Linked DNA regions of Oryctolagus cuniculus: region 1 is linked to region 2. A link is a contact called in public Micro-C data. All regions are on one chromosome and are shown on one strand. Each heading gives the region's core, a stretch centred on a gene start, on an enhancer-like site or on the middle of the called end of the contact. The rest is flanking DNA. Distances are from core to core; before and after follow the strand shown. Region 1 overlaps SPTBN1 (spectrin beta, non-erythrocytic 1). Region 2 overlaps SPTBN1 (spectrin beta, non-erythrocytic 1).

The links. Hi-C and Micro-C count contacts between places; a contact is called where the count stands out from the background.
Region 1: a Micro-C map of ear pinna shows a contact between it and region 2, with 5 times the contacts expected there. The contact joins two enhancer-like sites. A contact is called at or near these places in 3 of 6 Hi-C or Micro-C datasets (ear pinna, psoas muscle and an unstated tissue).

What each region holds. Positions count from the first base shown.
Region 1 is chr2:148,116,077-148,123,237 of mOryCun1.1, reverse strand. SPTBN1 (spectrin beta, non-erythrocytic 1) reads left to right here. Exons shown (of 36, transcript XR_011386645.1): 2 at 5,581-5,775. Among named protein-coding and RNA genes, the nearest start is that of SPTBN1, 68 kb to the left of the region's middle. Within about 2 kb of position 2,622, at least 1 of the 8 cell types and tissues checked has an H3K27ac peak or open chromatin away from gene starts, as enhancers often do.
Region 2 is chr2:147,975,141-147,981,744 of mOryCun1.1, reverse strand. SPTBN1 (spectrin beta, non-erythrocytic 1) reads left to right here. Exons shown (of 36, transcript XR_011386645.1): 32 at 1-1,095; 33 at 1,874-2,112; 34 at 2,732-2,905; 35 at 4,903-4,945; 36 at 5,638-6,604. Among named protein-coding and RNA genes, the nearest start is that of EML6, 52 kb to the right of the region's middle. Within about 2 kb of position 2,849, at least 4 of the 8 cell types and tissues checked have an H3K27ac peak or open chromatin away from gene starts, as enhancers often do.

The DNA of each region.
Region 1 (7,161 bases), core at 1,373-3,872, 140 kb before region 2:
TGCTAACTGTGGGGAGCAATCCGGACTAGACTAAGTTGCTCGAATTAGGACTTATTCTATGCATCTGCTCTCCCACAATATGGCGCTGGGAGAGAAGTAAACAGCTTCCGCACAGCTGCCTCCAGTTCAACTGATAAACTGTAGGACTTGCTCCTGATTGGAGGAGAGCAGCGTACTCGGCGTGTGGGCAGCCGAGTTAGGATTGGCGGAGGAGGACTATAAAGGAGGAGAGAGACGGCATGCACCAGGAACATCTATGGGGAACATCTAGCTGAAGGAACACCTGTGCAGCCCCCCAGAGAACCGGCCGGCGGTGTGCCGCTCCCCTGCGGAAGTGGGGAATGTGGCCAGGGGGAACTGCCCTTCCACGGAGGTGGAAGGGATAGTAGCCAACCCGGGAAGAACCAGCTGCAATCCCGGGGAGGGCCGAGCAGACGAAAGAACAGCGCAGGGTCCTGTGTTGCTCCTCCACGAAGAGGGGGAGCGACATAATGGTGCCGTGACTCGGATAGGAAACCTGACTCGGATAGGAAACCTAGGGCGGATAGGAAACATGACTCGGATAGGAAACCTGACTCGGATAGGAAACTTAAGAGGGAAGAAACGGGAAGAACTGGGAAATTACCGGAGAGAGAGACTAGCAAACAGCCTAGGGAAAAGCCGGACGAAAAGGGTGCCGGAAGAAGCTATTGAAAGCCTAGGCATAGACTCAGATACGGACTACGGACTACGGGGGGAAGCTGGGAGAAATCTCTAAGGTCAAAAGCGAAAGTGAAAGCTAGAACAAACAGACTCGGACGCGGACTGTGGGGAGAGGCCAGGAGAAATGAGGGAGGAGTATTGTTGGAAGAAAGCTTAGGGAAACATACCGGGTAGAGAAAAATGTTAGGGAAATTGAAGCCGTGGGGGGCAGGCCAAGGCGGACACGAAAGCCACTTTGGGGTTCTCAAGTTAGCCCGGGAATAGGGGGCGAAAAGTTGAAACCAGAAGCTGAGACGCAAGCCAGATTGGGATCCGTCTGATTAGCCCGGGGAGCAAAGGACGGGAAGCCAAACCTTGGGGCGGAGACGTACGCTGGGTTGAATTCGCCAGGCTAGCCCGGGGAACTTAGATTGAATGCTAGTGGTGGACACGTAAGCTACGCTGTGTTACTCGCGGAAGCCGCCGCGTGCAGAGAGAGCACGGGGCGTGAATAGATAGGGAACGGGGCTGGCGTAGGCCGTGGTTCAGACGCGAAAGGGTTAAGCGTGGAGACCGCGGAGCGCGCGAAGCCGAGCCGCGCAAAGCCGGGAAGCTGCGCAGATGAGAGAGGCGCGCGGGCTGAAGCGGCGCAGAGCCGGGAACCCGCCGGCGGGGCGAGGTGCCGGAAAGCCGCAGGGATAAGAGAAACAGAAGTTTTAGAAGTAAAGTGAGAGAAATAGGAATGTTGGCAGATAGAAGTAAAATGGGAGAAATAGGAATGCCCGGAGATAGAGAAATAGAGAAATAGAAAGGCCTCCCTACAACACTGCACTGTGAGAGCTTGGATTCGGTCTGCCTGATTAAGTGAGGCGATGAGCACCTGGGCGGCTAGCAGCTTATGCGCCACAGGTCACCGAAGACAGGCACGAATTAACATCAGTAAGGCTTCCCCACAATACAACAATATTAAGCTTGGATTCGGTCTGCCTGATTTAAGGCGGTAAGCGCCAGCAAGCAGCTCGACCAGAGTATGAGCTGCAGGTCACCGAAGATAGGCACAAACCAACACTAATAAGTCTCCCCCACAATACGGCAATGAGAAGGCTTGGATTCGGTTTGCCTGATAGGTTTTGTAAACACCTGCAGGCAGTTCTAGCAGAGCAGAGCATGCGCTGCAGGGCACCGAACACAGGCACGCATCAGCGCCTAAAAACCTCCTCACAACATGGCGAAGAGAGGACCCGGATTCGGTTTGCCTGATAGGACTTGTAAGAGCCTGTGGCAACTCTAGCAAGTAGAGCAGAGTGTGTGCCGCGGGACACCGAAGACAGGCGCGTATCAACGCTAAAAAATAAAAAGAAAGGGGGATCTGTGGGGAGCAATCCGGACTAGACTAAGTTGCTCGAATTAGGACTTATTCTATGCATCTGCTCTCCCACAATATGGCGCTGGGAGAGAAGTAAACAGCTTCCGCACAGCTGCCTCCAGTTCAACTGATAAACTGTAGGACTTGCTCCTGATTGGAGGAGAGCAGCGTACTCGGCGTGTGGGCAGCCGAGTTAGGATTGGCGGAGGAGGACTATAAAGGAGGAGAGAGACGGCATGCACCAGGAACATCTATGGGGAACATCTAGCTGAAGGAACACCTGTGCAGCCCCCCAGAGAACCGGCCGGCGGTGTGCCGCTCCCCTGCGGAAGTGGGGAATGTGGCCAGGGGGAACTGCCCTTCCACGGAGGTGGAAGGGATAGTAGCCAACCCGGGAAGAACCAGCTGCAATCCCGGGGAGGGCCGAGCAGACGAAAGAACAGCGCAGGGTCCTGTGTTGCTCCTCCACGAAGAGGGGGAGCGACACTAACCCTTCCCAGTTCCCCCTAGTGGTGGAACCGCCAGGCAGAATCCCAGGATGGCCGAGCCTGCCCCCTCTTCTCTGCTCCTAATCTTCTTGTGGCCATCTACGAGGTGCTGATTACTCCACTGGCCTTTGGGACACACGGCTGATAGCACCTTGGGAAAATTCAACCTTTCCTGGATGACTTCCTGGGCACCAGTGTGGGATGTCAGCTGTCCTCACAGCGAGCACAGTCCCTTGTTGAAGTGGGCTGGAGGATGATGATGTGGGTAGCATGCTGGACTTGGGGGATTCTTGTGGCACGGACCCCTCCCCCACACTCTTGCCTTGATGCTGACCCTTCTCCAACCCAAGCCCCTCCCTTGAGACCACTGGATGCCTATAAGTTCCCTTTCGCCATGGTCCCGAAAGGAGGTTTGGGGGAGGTTTTAGAAATTACCCTAAAATTCAGAAACCAGCTATATCTGTATGAAAGCTCAGCTGTTTGGCAAGGATATTATCTTCAGAGGATGTTGCATGGAATAAAAAAGTCCCTCATGTTAAATTTCTAGGCACTTGAGTGGAATGACATAACCGGGATTTCTTTTGTACGTAGACTAGTGGGTGGTTTTGCTTCCTGTTACCTCTTTGCTTTAACAGTTGCTTATGGAGAAGCTTGAGGACAGCAGTTGGTGATGGGGATGGGTCAGTGGGAGGGGAGGTTCTGGTGGGAGTGGGGTGGAAGGGCTTGCTCCAGAATCAGGCCACAAGTTGGCAGCTGCCCTGGAGGCCATGGTGTGGCTTGCTTCCATCGGTCAGCAGGTGGCACCAAATAGCCAAAACTTATCTGGAGAGAGGCAGGCTGTGCTTGGGTTTCACCTCGGGTTGGATTAAATCCTACTTGCTGTACTTCGAGAATTTAGGACCAATAGCTGTTTTTTCTCCTAGAGAAAGAATACTACAAGGCTGAATTTTATAAAAAGTTCTTGATATTGATAAAACCATGAAAATTAATCATCTCCAACTTCAAATGTATATGATGATACTCATTTTCTTTCACTTTTTTGTTTTTTGAAGGGGATTATGCCCCTGTATGTTAAATGTAACTGTTAAGCTCATGTAAATATTTATTGGAGTAGGCTTCTGATTTTGTGTGTGTGTGCTACAAATACATTGCATATAGGTGCATATAAAGTAATATAAAATTAACATGCCAATACATTTATATGGCTAGAGCTGATTGCATCTGCTTGATGGCAATTTTACTCCCATCAGGATTTTTCTGTGTGAGTGAAGGTGGCGACTATTTGAGTTACAGATGCTGTGGCTCAGTTGCAAGGCGGATACGGTACCTTCCCCTGCAGGAGCATGTGGACTGTGTCAGCCACAGCTTGTGAGAAAACAGCCAGTGACAAGAGGAGAGGCAGTTGTATGCTGTACCACCAATTACTATTCTATTTAAGATGCAGTTAATTTGTTTCTGCTTCATTTAAGTACCTTGAAGCCTGGTTGCATATGACTTGTGGAGCTAAGCACTTATATACTGGAACTTGAGAAAAGCCATACTGCAACGACGCTACAGAAATGGTTCTGTTCCGGTCCATGTGGCTTTGTTTGCTTATTGTCCTTGTGTGGTGGCAGATGGAGGGGCAGTCATCTGCTGGGTTGGTACATAGCTGTCGTGCTGAGGCCTGCTCACTTGTGTCCATATGCACATTCTTGGTGCACATTGAATGGAACTTCTGCTAAAGGAGCATCCAGGTGCAAAATATCATAAATGTAATATCATCCTTTCCCTTGGGAACATCTCCCTACCACTAAAAGGGGTCATTGTTCCCTACCCCCTTCTGTTTGCAGTTGACATAGCTTAATAGCTTTGTATGCCTGACTGAGCCTGAGTCCCTGTGGTGAAATTTAAAATATGCAATAATTTAGCCACACCAATAGAAATCAAGCACAGCGCCTGGCTCAGGCCAGCAGTTCCCTACTGCCCAGGTATAGTCAGTCCTTCAGCTGTCCTCCTATGTAGCATATCTGCTTCTCAACCACTACTTCTACCCCACGGCCACAGGCTGGGCCTTCTCCATCTCTGGGACTGTCTTCCAGCTGATCCCTGCTCCTGTCCTTGCCTTCTAGAATCTGTTTTTTCATATAGCACCAGAATAGCATACATCTAGTGATATTTCTATCACACACAGACTCACAGAGCCCTTCCTAGTCTGGCCCTGCCTTCCTCCCTGGTTTGTCCCCTTGTCTCTCCCCTGCCACCAGACTCCAGCCACACTGAACCCTTCCTTCTTCCAACTTGCTGTGTGCTGTGCTGTTTCCTTTACTTAGAATACTATTCCATGGGGCTGGCATTGTGGCATAGTGGTTAAAGCTACCGCCTACAATGCCAGCATCCTGTGTGGTGACTATTCATGGCTCTGCTGCTCTACTTATGAATCAGCCCCCTGCTAATGTGTCTAGGAAAGCAGCAGAGGACAGCCCAAGTGATTGGGCCCCTGCACTCATGTAGGAGATCTGGAGGAAGCTCCTGGCTCCCAACTTCAATATGGCCCAATCCTGGCCACTGCAGACATTTGGGGAGTGAAGTAGTAGTTGAAAGGCCTCTCTCTGTGTCTCTGCCTTTCAAATAAATAACATAATTCTTTTAAAAAAAAGAAGGCTATTCCTTTTTCTTCTTGTAGTATTTGTTTATTTGAAAGGCAAAGCATCAGAGAGAGAGAGAGAGAGAATTTTCTGTCTTCTCTTTGCTGGTTTCTCCTCAAATGGCTGCAAAGCTGGGGCTGGGTCAGGCCGTAATCTCTGGAGCCTGGGACTCTGTCTGGGTCTCCTGCTAAGGACTTGGGCCATCATCTGCTGCCCTCCCAGGTGCATTAGCAAGGAGCTGGTTCAGAAGCAGAGCAGCTGGGACTTGAACCAGCCCTCAGTTATGGGTTGCTGGTATCACGGGTGGCAGCTTAACTTCCTGTGCAACAGCACCAACTGTTATCCCAGTAGGTTTCACAGGAGTGCTGTATACTTCGGAAATCTAAATATGTTTTGTTTGTTTGTTTGTTTCTCGCAGAGCTCTAAGAAGGAGCTGATGTGGAGGAGCAGCTGAGACAGTTCAAGATGACGACCACCGTAGCCACAGACTACGACAACATTGAGATCCAACAGCAGTACAGCGATGTCAACAACCGCTGGGACGTGGATGACTGGGACAACGAGAACAGCTCTGCACGGCTCTTTGAGCGATCCCGCATCAAGGCTCTGGCCGGTAAGTCTCCTTCACACCCGGACACAGGGGCCCAGGGCCTATATGGGCCTCTTGAAAACCATCCGCCCTGCCCTCACAGTGCCCGGTGTGAAGATGGTCTCTCCCCCGCTTACACGTGCCTCACAAGTGCAAGCTGACTGCGTCGTCAGGTGGTCAGTTCCATACTTGAGGAAGGTAGTCCCAGGGACCAGAGTGATTGAGAGCAAGGGTGATCACTGTAGCAGCTCAGGTACATCTGCCCTGACCTTCTAAGAACACTACTGTTTTTGACACATTACATTTTAAAATGTTAAAGCATATTTTACACATAAAAATTACACAAACTAACCTATGTACTTAGTGCCTGTACATATTAGCTGATATGTACCAAGGTTGGTTAGTGTCACAGGCAAGGGCTTTAGGTCTGAAAAGCAATAACTTAATCTGCTAAGAGCACGTGCCATGCTGTAACAGGTAAGTTTGCCATTGATTCATTAGCCTTGGTGGGAACGCATCCTCATTCTCTGTGCTCTCATTCCTTGTTGCCATCAAATACCTGAGCACATTTTCCCTGATGGCCCTGGTCGGGCGTGGAAAAGTTACACAGAAAATCAGGGAGGTGCTCTTATCACTCTACAAACTCCGCAGTACTGAACATATGTGAGCCAAGAGTTGAAGTGGATTGTATTCAAGGTCCTGCATTTATACTTTTGAGATTTCAAAGGAAATTGTTTCCAAGTGACGACAGTGGCTTTATGATTCTCCCTAATGCCCTCATGTGATTAGTAAATCAAGGTCATGACTCAAGCAGGTAAGTTTACCATTAATTGTAAATATAGATCATTTTTTGTTACCTTTATAATGGGACTCATTATAAAGAATGTATTGATTAGAAGTCTTTTGCTTTTCAACAAAAGGAAACTTAAACCAAAGTGGTTTCAGTGACAAAGATGATGTATTGGTCACAGAGTAGGCCAATGCAGCCGTTAAGCAAGACTTACAGCGTTTCTTTCCCTCTACTTGTTGGCCTTGCTTGTATGTTCACAAGCAGGCTGTCTATTCTGTACTCCTATTAGGGCTGCCCCAAGTCCCAGGCCACCTAGGCCTTCCTGATGTCCAGTAGAACAGAGCATGTGTGCTTTCCCATGGTCCTGGGATCAGCCTCACTGGCCTGATTGATCATGGCTTGGGTTGAAGGTTAGGATGTGTGGATTGACTTCATGTAAACAGGATGTACCTTGAGTGACAGTTTTGTTAGTCCCACCCAAACAGCTGGGCCAGAAAATGTGGAATATGACAGGAAGGAGGAAGAGAGGAATGGATGCTGGAGACGCAGCCAACTAAATGCTATAGGAAAATTATTCAGCTGCCTGAGGATAATTTGTCTTGAGTAGAGATGGATTAAAG
Region 2 (6,604 bases), core at 1,600-4,099:
TAACCCCATTTTCTCTCTGGACTCACACCTGGGCTCAGGCCTTCCAGACCACATTCACTTCCTCCTCACCAGAAGTGTCCTCAAGTCTCACACTAGAAGAAATGTGTCAGCTTGAAAATCCACTCACATTCTTTTGGTTTAGGATTTTGTTTCTTGGTTTATTTCCCCTTTTACAGCTCTCCCTTTAAAAGTGAAAAGACAGAGATATTTAAATAGCCCACTGCTCTTAGGCATGTGTATACAGACTATCATTTGCAAGGCCAGGGTGGTCACAACACCAGACACACACAAGTACACACCACATACATCCTGCCTTCTCTTTCTGCCCCAATAATCTTTATTCCCTGTTGCTATGAGAATAAAGTGTTCCAATCAAAAACACCCTTAAATTGCATAGCCTCCAGTCTCATCCTGATCACGAATGCTGACTGATCATTTGCATAGACAGGATGTAAGCTTGGACTTCTCCCTCCCTTCAGAGCTTTCACCAGCCCTTTTTCCAAAGGGTCAGTCTTGTCAAGCACTGGGCCCATCCGTGCAGATAAGACCTCAGCGAGAGCAGCAGCTCCCAAGGGTTGACAGCTCTGAGTGTTCAGGTGGTGGTGGCCAGTCTACCGTTTATCCTGTTGAAGTTGTTGCCGCTAATTTGGTGCCACTTTGGTTCTGGGCAGCAGTGGTGGGGGACGTATCTAATGAGCGTGCCATTGACACCTCCGTGTTTGTCCGTGTGTGAGGGGTGCAGGTTGTCTGTAATCCACTAAAGCGTCAGCCACACCCAGCTTTAGTTAACTCGCTAATCCCACGCCCTGGGTGTTATCAGCCAGGGGCTATTACGGTTAATGGTACACAGTTGACGGTACACAGGCTGAAAGCGATAATGAATCAAGACCCTACTACATGTCCAAAGCCGAAAAAGCCATGAGGGTTACACTTTAAATGAGCTTGGAAAGGAACGCTCCCGAAGACGTCTGCAGCCTGAAGGGTCAGAGCCACTGGCAGCCCGGCTCGCTCTGGGCTTTCTCGTCTCAGTGCAGCAAGGCACCGTGATCAACCAACCCGTGATGGGGAAGGCCCTGGTTCTGTCTTTGTTTGGGGGTAAATAGCTGTGTGGTGTTGAGTGACTGTGATTGGCTTTTCCAGCTCCTTTAACACAAACTACAACCCACTCACGATACAACTTGGGCAGATGTGGTTCAATTGATGTTTGTTGACTTGCCTCATTTCCTTCCAGCTCTTTCCGTTCCCAAGTCTAACGGGGATGGTAGATGTGAAATGCATGACTGTCGTCCTAATTTCTGCATGTGTTTTTGACAATGTGTTGAGGGCTGGGGGAGGAGAACCAGAGAGCATTTTCAGATCCCAGAGGTCTTTCCTTGTCTTATTTCCGGGGGAATGCCGTGTAGCTCTTGATAGAGTTGTCTATCGATCTGTTTGTGAATGCCCTTTCGCTTCAACTTCCAGCCCTTCTGGTGGCATCCTTGGGTGTAAGGTGGCTGCTGTATAACGTCTACTCTCTCCTATTTAATGCGTGTGATTGTTAACTGTTGTCCTTTTGTTCTAAAGTAACCCTAAGAGGAGATGATTGAGTTACGGTAGAGAAAATGGATTGATCAGAGGAGTAGAGTGCAGTAAAACTCATACTGGCATTTCGCTTTTCTCATTTCCCTGTAAACGGGCGGGTATTAATCCTTCCCCCCACCTTCTAATGTCCTTGGTGTCCAGCTGGCTTTGTGGGGTGTGCAATGGTTTTACTGTACTGCCTCGATCTGTGCCAGGCATTTATACACAGCCACGTGTGTGAGTCAGTTAGGACGGATGTGGTCACCCGCTGTGGCTCATGGGATTAGCTGAACGGCTTCTCCACTGTCCCTAGATGGCAGATACGGCAGACACGAGCGAAATGGTCAATGGCGCTGCAGAACAGAGGACGAGCTCCAAAGAGTCCAGTCCCATCCCCTCCCCCACCTCTGATCGCAAAGCCAAGACTGGCCTCCCGCCCCAGAGTGCTGCCACCTTACCAGCCAGGACCCAGGAGATGCCCTCGGCGCAGATGGAAGGCTTCCTGAACCGGAAGCACGAGTGGGAGGCCCACAACAAGAAGGCCTCGAGCAGGTAACTGCAGCCAAAGCTGGGAAATCAGCCCATCAGGGGACAGGACGAGGTGGCAGGGTAGTGAGTGTTCACAGGCTTCATAGATTTCACACCTCCCTGGGTGTCAGATTCCTGGGACTGACAGTGGAAGGTGGGAGGGGGGTGCTGTAGTTCTTCATATTATTTGTTACCTCCCGCCAGCCCCAATTTTATTGTGTAACAGATAGGGATATGTCTGGTTAAAATAAAGGCTCACTTTCTGTAGGAAAGCCAGTAGTTGTCAAAAAGGGGCCAAAACTTGTATCTGACTCCAAAGCCTACGTGCCTAACCATCAGTAAGCCCAGGTGCCCATGACCACTGTGCACACCCATGCAAGTTACTGTACCCGGCATGTAGAAGGAATCCTGTGTGCCTTCTTAATGGACTACCGTTCCTGTGGAGGACAACATAGGTGCTAGAGTAAAATCAGTGTACGAGGACAGTTTGCCATATCATGGAGCAGAGGCCACCATCCTCTAACTTACCTGAAGGTCCTATCGGTCCCAAAGGACTTTGTGTGTCGGGGGAGGGGGAAATTAAATTGTGACTGCTTTAGGGGGCAACGAGGTAGCACCTGACGTCCCTCTCTGTTCCACCCAGGTCCTGGCACAATGTGTACTGTGTCATTAATAACCAGGAGATGGGTTTCTACAAAGACGCCAAGACTGCTGCATCCGGCATTCCCTACCACAGCGAGGTGCCCGTGAGCTTGAAGGAAGCCCTGTGCGAAGTGGCCCTCGATTACAAGAAGAAGAAACACGTATTCAAGCTAAGGTGACAGCTGTTAGGGCCCAGGGCTGGGCTTGTTTCCACCTCAGGGTTGGTTTTCTCCCATGGGTACCCTGTGTTCAGCTGGGTCACCTCTGAGCTGTTTTAGATCTCCCAAGAAGGTGGAGCAGGTTCAGCCAGATTGCTGTTAAGGTCGCTGGATTCTTTGGGGACTGGAGCCAGCCACTGGCCCCCTGTGGTTTAAAGCACGGCTGAGACTGAAGGAGAGGGAACTTGAGTTCTTATTACCTAGAACACAGGGCTTGTTTCCTAAGACTTAAAGATGATCTCAATTCCTAGTTTAAGGGAAGCTTAGAAAAACCATTTCTCCATCATTTCTGCTTATCCAGACCCAGGAAATGCTGTTCTTTGCTCATGAGTGAACTGGCAGTGGGTCAAGTGAGTCATCACGGAGACAGATGGAGACAAACAGGAAATGCTTGGGTGGGGCCCAGGCCCCCTCTGCCACCTGCCTCCCAGTGGCTGCTCCAGCTGCCCCCAGAATTATCTAGCCCCACATGTCTCTTCCCCCTGGGATGCATCACATCCCCACAGAGGAGATCCAAGCTCAGAAGTTCTCCTCACCCTTGAAAATAAGCAGAGGAAAAAAAATCATCCTATCTTTAAAAAATGTAAAAAGTAAACATTTCAGCAGTCAGAATGTGACCGTGGTTTATGCTGGTTTGCTCTGTAGCTCTGAGATCTGAAAAAGCTCTGGTCTTCAGCTGTGTTTGCATTTCATGCCGGGTAACCAGGCCAAGGACTCCACGGAGAGTGACGCCTTTGGCATGATTTATTGAGCTCTGTCCGCGAACGCTGTTGGCGGGTGCTCCAGACTCTGGGATGCTTTCCGGCTTGTCAGACAAGGTGCAGACAGCCCAACTCCTGGCTGCTGTCTCCCTGTGCTCCCGTGATGCAGCCCCAGAGTCGGGATTGGCGTTATCCCCTGTGGCACCAGCGATGCCCTCATCTCGTTACAGTAGCGCAGTAGCTGAAGGAACCTCTTCAGGTCATACCAGTGGCCTCACACATGTGGCTGCTTTTATTCTGAAATGCATGAGAAGAAAAACCTAGGAGACCTTTTCTACATGTCAGAGATCATGGAATTAAGTTTTAAATACAGAGGATCCAGGCCGGCACCGCGGCTTACTAGGCTAATCCTCCACCTTGCGGCGCCGGCACACCGGGTTCTGTCCCGGTTGCCCCTCTTCCAGGTCAGCTCTCTGCTATGGCCAGGGAGTGCAGTGGAGGATGGCCCAAGTACTTGGGCCCTGCGCCCCATGGCAGACCAGGAGAAGTACCTGGCTCCTGCCATCGGATCAGTGCGGTGCGCCGGCTGCGGCGGCCATTGGAGGGTGAACCAACGGAAAAGGAAGACCTTTCTCTCTGTCTCTCTCTCTCACTGTCCACTCTGCCTGTCAAAACAGAGGATCCAAGCTCAGCAGCAGAATTTCAAAAGAACTCATCATTCTTTGTTAAAGTCATTTATTTGAAACACAGAAAGACAGAAAAAGCTGCTGTCCCTCGATTCACTCTCCCAAATGCCCGCAGTGACCAAGGCTGGGCCCAGGCCAGAGCCAGGAGCTAAGAACTCAGTCTAGGTCTTCGTGTGGGTAGCAGGGAACCAGCTGCTTGTGCATCAGTGGTTGCCTCTCAGTGTCTGCGTTGGTGAGAAGCAGGAATCACGAGCTGGAGCAGGAAATTTGTTCTAGGACATTGGGGTCTTAACCACCAGGCCAAACCTCCATCCCACTGCGATGTGGGATGCAGGTGTCCCCAGTGCCTCTTAACCACTGTGCCAAGCACACCCCTGTATGGCTGCTTGTCCAGGGAACTGTCGCTGGGTCTGTGCAGGTCCCCAGATGTGGTGACATGTACAGAGCTCTCTGGCACTTCTGATAGGATTCCTAGGGCCTGTTTATATCCCACTGAGGCACTGAGAGCTGGGGGCTTCTATTTTTCTGAAGTTAAATCACAGCTGACTTTCTTCCTTGGAATTGCAGACTGAATGACGGCAATGAGTACCTCTTCCAAGCCAAAGATGATGTAAGTTTTTTAGTTTCATTTCTCTCAAATATTTAGGAGTATGTTGCCGGTGTTGGTGGCATAATCACTTTATTCGTCATACTCGTATGCTTCATGAGCAGAGATGGCCTCTGTCTTCTGGCCTCCGCTGTCACTATCACTGGAGGTGTGGTGCCCTTTCTGTCTCTAGGAGGCAGTGCATGTCACCTTGTGCCCCTGCTGAGGGAGGACAGAGTGCGGAATCGGTGGAAGTTGAGGGAGGAGAACCTTGCCCGCAGTCTTGGGGCAGGAGGCCCAGTGAGGTGGTTCCAGGGCTGGCATGGCTTCTGACGCCCTCTGCTGCCGAAAACTAGCTGTGCTCCATGGTTGTCCTCCACCATGAGGTGGTTGACGAAAAACCCTTGAAATTTGAAAGAACGTGGAACCCCACACCCGAGAAGTGAGCCCTGTCTTCCCACTCTGGCCGATCTGTAGGACCGCATTCTAGAGTGGTGAGTTCTCATGGGAGGTGGGCTGTGTTCACTCTGCTCACTCTGACAAAACAGAGGTGCCTTTTCAGGCAGTGCCCAGAAGTGGCTGCTCACCTTCAGCCAGACATGCCAGTCCCCAGCCTTCTGGCCACTGGAGGCTGGGATGGTCACCGGGGTGGGGCCGGGACACCTCACAGCCACACCTCGTGGTTGAGTCTCACCTGTGTCCCCTCCTTTGTCCAGGAGGAAATGAACACGTGGATCCAGGCCATCTCCTCGGCCATCTCCTTGGATAAGCACGAAGTGTCCGCCAGCACCCAGAGCACGCCAGCGTCCAGCCGGGCACAGACCTTGCCCACCAGCGTCACCATCACCAGCGAGTCCAGTCCCGGCAAGCGGGAGAAGGACAAAGAAAAAGACAAAGAGAAGCGGTTCAGCCTCTTTGGCAAAAAGAAATGAACTCCTTCCCTTCACATCCTGCCATTCTCTTACCTTTTCAGTGAAATTCCAGCATGCAAGCTCAGAACCAACACATTACTCTCTGTGCCTAATGTTCCTCAATGTGGTTGATTTTTTTTTTTTTTTAATTTATAGAGCATTTCTGGGGGGAGGGAGGGTAAGGGAAATACACCTAAATACTCTATCTCCAAGTTATAAAAGTTTGAGGTGCAGAGGGAAGGCCAGATTTTTTTTTAAAAAAATGAAATTATATAGATTAGAGCTCAATATTAAAACTGTTCCTCAATTTTGTGAGGCTGTGTTGGAAATAACCCGCCTCTAGTGCTGTTGGTATGCAAGGCAGCGGTGCTTACCCAGTATCTCCTGTGCTCACCAGAGACAACATGTACCAGTTTCCCAACACCATTCTCTTCCATTGACTTCCGGTGGTCACCCTCAGTTTTGACGCTTAGAAGTGCCCGTGGTGGGTGTAACCTTTATTAAACAGATCGTGTCTTATGATCTTGCTGCAGCCACAAGTGCAGCTCTCCATAACTCTACAGACCAAACCGTTTGTATCTGGCATCACTTACTAACACACAACATGCGGCTTTTCTGCATCAACCCTGACGACGGTTAAGAATGTCGGTATACAAGAAGGAATAGAAAACTGATACTGTTTTAAATAATCTGTAATTTCAATTTTTTTTTGCTGAAATACATTATATTGTATGTTTGAGATAATTCTAGTACAAAGTATAATAAACCTAGA